2 separate regions of the Mus musculus genome follow, and region 2 is linked to region 1. Evidence: chromatin contacts called from public Micro-C data. All regions are on one chromosome and are shown on one strand. Each heading gives the region's core, a stretch centred on a gene start, on an enhancer-like site or on the middle of the called end of the contact. The rest is flanking DNA. Distances are from core to core; before and after follow the strand shown.

Evidence for each region. A called contact is a pair of places that touch in the nucleus more often than the background predicts.
Region 2: a Micro-C map of muscle stem cells shows a contact between it and region 1, with 7 times the contacts expected there. The contact joins two enhancer-like sites. A contact is called at or near these places in 1 of 39 promoter capture datasets (the 3T3-L1 cell line), 1 of 15 datasets of contacts at CTCF or cohesin (embryonic stem cells), 13 of 484 Hi-C or Micro-C datasets (the Patski cell line, adipose-derived mesenchymal stem cells, cerebral cortex and 7 more), 7 of 115 datasets of contacts at active chromatin or transcription factors (all in embryonic stem cells) and 1 of 9 other capture datasets (embryonic stem cells).

The regions. Positions count from the first base shown.
Region 1 is chr1:57,428,509-57,431,520 of GRCm38.p6, forward strand. No RefSeq gene overlaps it. Among named protein-coding and RNA genes, the nearest start is that of Gm22371, 7.6 kb to the left of the region's middle. Within about 2 kb of position 1,418, at least 93 of the 459 cell types and tissues checked have an H3K27ac peak or open chromatin away from gene starts, as enhancers often do. A contact at or near this core is called in muscle stem cells, where this site is marked.
Region 2 is chr1:57,599,316-57,602,327 of GRCm38.p6, forward strand. No RefSeq gene overlaps it. Among named protein-coding and RNA genes, the nearest start is that of Spats2l, 170 kb to the right of the region's middle. Within about 2 kb of position 1,591, at least 12 of the 459 cell types and tissues checked have an H3K27ac peak or open chromatin away from gene starts, as enhancers often do. A contact at or near this core is called in muscle stem cells, where this site is marked.

The DNA of each region.
Region 1 (3,012 bases), core at 168-2,667:
GCCTACCTACCCACTAGAGCAGAGACTGGGAAGCAAGCGAGCTCCCAAGCGGTGCATGCGTTCCGAGTGATGGTGCCAACTTTCCTTTCTAAGCCTTAGTGACTGTTTTCAGTCCTCATCATAACAGTAACAGGATTCTCTTAGAAATTAAATGCAGCCGCATACGTGAAAGTACTTAGCTGGTTTCTGGCACACGGGTCGCTCTGAATTCCTTTTCCTTCCTCTCCATATAGCCCCATGCCCTTAGCACTGAAAGTAGATCCTGAACACCTTGGTCAGACAAGCCCACTGGGAAATCTAACCTTTAAGCGATCTGTACTTTCACAGATCAGAATTGAGCAGAGCAATCTCCCTAGAAACAGCCTGCCATGCTGGCGTCTTGTCCCACATTGCTAATGACCAACAGTACCAGCCATCAGCACTTGCCAGCTAAGCCAAAGGGGGCTTTTAAATCTGCACTGATTGGATGCCATGGGGCTGGGTTGACAAGTAGCCTCCTGCTCCATTTCTAGATGCGAGTCAGTGAATTAATAGCTTGCCCCATTGTTTTCTAACACAGCCAATTAAGTGAACAGTCTGAATGTTTTGGCCAGCAGGCGGCAGCCTTTGCTAACATAATGGTCGGTACTCCTCTGTCTGGCAGAACCCCACCAAAAACTGGGTGCCTGTGAGGTTTACATGGTGTAGCCTTTAAATTGGGACGGGGCACAAATCTTGGCAGATAGAATTCCGAGAACTGGAATGGGGGCAAACCCCGTGTTGGTTTTTATCCATCTCCAGCTGAAATGGAGAGTTTTGATTCAATTGTGAACGCAAGTCAAAGATAATTTGCAGCTCCCACTCGGGACAGCTAGAAACACTGCTCACACTCTTCATTGCTTTAAAACTGCAGTAACTGTGGAACCTGCTGCTAGCTCTTGTTATTTAGCACATTAATATAGAAGTACACATAGAACCATATCACATATCTGTTGGTTTTGTTTTGACATTTTAATACCTACCTTTTGATACCACTGGCTTGCTTTGAGTTGTTATAGACGGTTTTATTTAGTTTTAAGTGTATTTACTTTAAAGCATTTTTTTTAATGATGAGAAATCTACAGACTTCACCACTCTGTCAATAGGTCCATAATTTAAAACCAGTACCAAGAGCATCCAGTGACAAGGCTACCAGAACAGTCTCTAGAAAAAAGAGGATCAAAAGATTTTTTTTTTCTTTTTTGTACTCAGTAGCTGTGACTTTACTCTTATCCTTCCATCTTTTCCAAAGATGTGTGCCATATCTGTATGAAACTGTTTGCAGCGACGCCTGGCAGAGTACACTTTAACCTCAGGGTGAGATTTTGGCGTATTCAGATCACATTACTAACAAAAGCTTCAGTGTCTAGGATGCCTGCCATCCCTGCCTAGGGAAGGAAGAGGCACCCGCTCTTCCAGCTGCTTTCACATCTTTGTTCCGCTTGATTTATTGCCAGGGCTCAGGGATCCCCGTCGACAATTACTTCCTTTTCGGCAAGAAGCCCTGCGTTCCCTCGAAGCGTCACTTCTAGAATCTAGTCTCCTCTTCTTCCTCCCTTAAGAAATATTCTGAAATATGTTTAATAGGAGGGGGAAAAGTGTTCTTAAACACCCCCCTCCCATCTTCTTGTTTCCTTTCTCCCAAGTAAGGGAAGCCACACTAATTGGGCAGACCCAGCCTGGGGCTAGGTACATTGTCCATTTTCCTGATACTTTATCCCTGAGTGTTGTCATGGAGACTACAGGAACCAAACAAGTCCACTGGAGGAATGTTACCTAACACTTTCTCATTCTTGGTCGCTGAACCATCTTCCCAGCTGGATCTTCCAACTGCCTCTATCCCCACTGCTCCCCAGCCTTGCTTTTTCCACCCCTAAGTAAACCTGTTTTTTTCTGCTGTGCTAAAGTACCATAGTCCAGGCAACTTAAGGGAAAGAACTTGTTTTGGCTTACAGTTCCAGAGAGATAAGAGTTCCTGTTGAGTCGGGCGTCATGACGCACACCTTTAATCCCAGCACTTGGGAGGTAGAGGCAGGCAGATTTCTGAGTTCGAGGCCAGCCTGGTCTACGTCTACAAAGTGAGTTCCAGGATAGCCAGGGCTACACAGAGAAACCCTGTCTCGAAAAAACCAAAAAAAAAGTAGAGCCATGGTAACAAGCAGCAGGCACAGCCAGAGTTTGAAGACCAAACTGCAGCCATAAGCACAAAGGGAGAGAAACCAGAAACTGCAGGAGGCTCTTACTTTCAAAGTCCACCCCCAGTGACATACTTCCTGAAGCAAAACCACACCTCTCCAAACACTTTCACCAACCGGGGACTGAGTATTCATACCTGCAATTATTACAGAGGACATTTTCATTTGAACCACTGCTACATCCCGTACTCCCTAAAAAGACACCAACAGCATCTGCAGTGGCAAAAATAACAAAAACAGGAAGATGCTCTCTTATTTCTTGAAGGCTGACGCTGTCCCCGTCATGTGTCCTTTCGACCAGCCATTGAGTATCGGTAGTGCTCACCAAATCTGTATCCATAGGGAAACTGAGACTCCGATCTTTTCCAGAACTTTACACATGTATCCAGGAGAACATTCTGGATTAGGGTGAGTCCTGATTCCATTGTCTGGTTCTTTTGAGATGAGAAGAGGACGTGGAGAGAGGATGAAAATGGGCGCAGTCAGTGGCCATCACAGTTGTGAGCTGAGGAGGTCTGGGACCATCAGAAGCTGGAAGCTGGAAGTGAAGTTTCAGGGGGAACATAGATTGATCATATATTGATTTTTGGAACCATAGATTCCGGAAAGATGAAGGAAAATGATCTAGCTGTTTTGAGACACTAATTTATAGTTCTTTGTTACAACACACTGGGGAAACTAACAGGAAAGCAAACACAAAGTGTTCATTTCACGATGAAGCCAGTGAGGTGGCTCTCACTGCTCTCGCTTGTCAAATGCAGAAACCTGAGCAGAGAGGCAGAGGACTTGCAGAGATTGG
Region 2 (3,012 bases), core at 341-2,840, 170 kb after region 1:
TTAATAAATTTGGCTTCACTGAAATTTGAAACGCCTTGTGTTATAAAGGGCCCAAACACGAAAGTGATAGAAAAGCCACAGAATGGGGAAATATTCACAAATTGTATATCTGATAGCGTTTCAGTGTCTGAAGACATGGGAAAAATGGAATTGATAGGTCTCCAAACACACACTTATGCATGAGTACACGTGAACACACACACACTTATAGCAACATTATTTATGATAGACAATAAGTATAAACAACTAAAATGTCCACACATTGATGAATGGATAAAGAAAATGTCATGAAAATGTCTTATATCCATACAATGAAATGTCAGTCAGCCATAAAAAAGAAACAAAGTTTGGCTGCGTGCTATAACAAGGATGACCCTTGAAAACACTAAATGGCAGGTAGGAAAAATGCAAGATGCAAAAGGTCACATTGTCTATGACTCCATTTCTAGGAAGTGCCCAGAACACACAAATTCATGGAGGCAGAAAGTAGATAAATAGGCTGTCAGGATTTGGGGTTGGAGGAGAGGGAGTGACTACTGATGAACAGGGGTCTTTAATTGCCATGTTGGGAACATTCTGCAATTAGGAAATGATAATCATATCCAACTTTGTAAGTAAACAAAACAAAACAAAACAAAAAACTACTCAATTGTACACTGCAAAAGAGTGAATTTATAGTATGTGTATTGAATCTTGGTTTTCTTTAAAAAATGAACAAATAAAGAATAAAAACCTGATAGAAGACACAAAGCTTTGTAAAGTTACAACAAACACAAGTTCTTCAGCTTCTGCCTCTACTGCTTCCTTGCCACGGTTTTCCCCATCCTTGCTCATGAGGCTGCCAGCTGTGCCCTCACTGGTGGAGTCACCAGCCCATCTGATTTGAAGCCCGAAGCCAAAGCAGAACCCTGGCCCCGAAGTCAGGCTTTCAGGTTCGGAACTCATAAGCACATTGAGACAAGGCCATAGCCAGTTCAGACAGCACTCACACACCTTCTGATTACAGCCCAAAAATTCTGCAGGGAAAAAACAGCTTAGAACAGAGGGTGTGTGAGTAAGTTCACTCTGTAACAAGCCAATCAAAGGTGGGTGAAGCAGGAGAAGGAAAAGAAGAGGGAGAGGGGGACTCTGAACAAAAGCAGCAAGTGCTTTTGATCCAGTTGTTTATGTCAGAAATCAATAGAGATGTTTTCCTTCATTTTGGAGAGTGAGAATTGGAATTTGTCGAAATTGGATCTTGAAGCACTTAGATTTCTTTCTTTTTTTTCCTTTGGTACTGGAACAATGGTACACATTCTGTTTACAAGAAGTGCTGAGCGCTGGGGCAAAAATTGTAGCAATTGTAGTGATTTTATTCTCAGCTCTCCGTTTCCAAGATTGTATAGAACAGGCTCAAAGGCACTAATGGATGCTGTACAAAGGAAACCCTTAAGACGTTTCTGGAAATATGTAAAATATTTCTCCTTGGTGAACGCTTGTTTCTAGAACAACTGAACTATGTTAATAGGATGGTGTCAGAGAGATACCACCATTGCAGATTCTCTAGTTCATCATCTCAGAAGCAGGAAACACCTGCAGGAAATAAATGATCTCTGGATAAAACCTTTTTATGCAACAAACCAGAATGAGATGGCCAAGTGCAGTTAGTTTACTTTGTGTGACTTTCTTTTAAAATTAGTTCTGATTACTGCAGCTGCTGTTTGTTTATCTAACTACAGTGCTTTGGTGTACTAAAGTCAGAGAACTTCAGGCCAGGACTGTGGTGTGTAAGCTGAACAAAGCATATCATGGTGACCTTGACCGCAAGGACTGTGAATTGCTGTAGGGTTTTGCCTAAAGCCCCCATGAAAATTCATGGCAAAGAGAGCATTGTATTGAGCTATGGAATAAAAAGCAGCTGTCCAGGGATGCTTCCCATCCAGCTGCTCTAAGCTTCTGCGTTCCCCCATTGTGAATCACAACATTCTTTATCAAAATCCCAGCTAGTTTGCTTGGTCTCTCAAAGATTCTATTTCTCTTTAAGCAAATGAGGTGACTAGACTTGAGTAGCTGATAAACGGGTATATTCAATAAGAAGCATAATTGTCCCCTTATATCCATGGGGATTGGTTTGATTACAGTCCAATTATACAAAGTCTGCAGAGACTTGAATGTTTTATCCAAAGTAGTGTAGTCAGGGAACATTGTGGAAGAGGGGGTGGAAAGATTGTAAGAGTTAGAGGATCAGGGACATTGCTCTTAGATTGTGTCTCCTAGTAACATCTGATGCTGTACACTCCAAGTCTCTCCACAACACTCATCTAAACGTGAGCAGACAAGGATAACACCAATGATCAGGACAAACTGTTGAGGAAAAGCCCAGGAGATCTCAACCCTACACAAGGAACTACACACAACTCAGGAAAGACAGGAGTAGGAAACATGGCTTTTCCCAGGAAAGAGCTTGCTAGATGTTTGTCCAATGTCAAATGGTCAACACTAAAAACATACCTACAAGTAACATTATTATAAGGACTCAATTGGGTATGTGTGTGTATGTATAAAAACACATCTGCACGTAATAATAAGTCATTAAAATAGCACAGTATTTGCAAAGCCCTACTCACAACTCTTCAATCAATCACCTCTTGTTTACTTATAATACACAGGACTGTGTGAATACTATGTACACAGTTGATATAGTATAATCTTAGGGAATAATACCAAGAAGGAAAGCACCCATGTAAGGTTCAAGTTAACATTTTTCTGAATATTTTCTGTCTACAGTTGGATGAATCCCTAGATTCACAACCCACAGACATGCAAAGTCAACTATAATTTGATTCATGTCATAGAAATATCAGGAAACAAAGTAACAGGACTGCCTTAACAGACAGTGGTATGGGACTTGGGGTGGCAAAGGCAAGGTGATTGGTTGAATGACTGTACAAAGAGCCAATTAGAATCCACATCTAGGATACCCACCCAGACAATTGTTTTTTCCTATGATAGGTATGAAAGTTTAGATGTTTA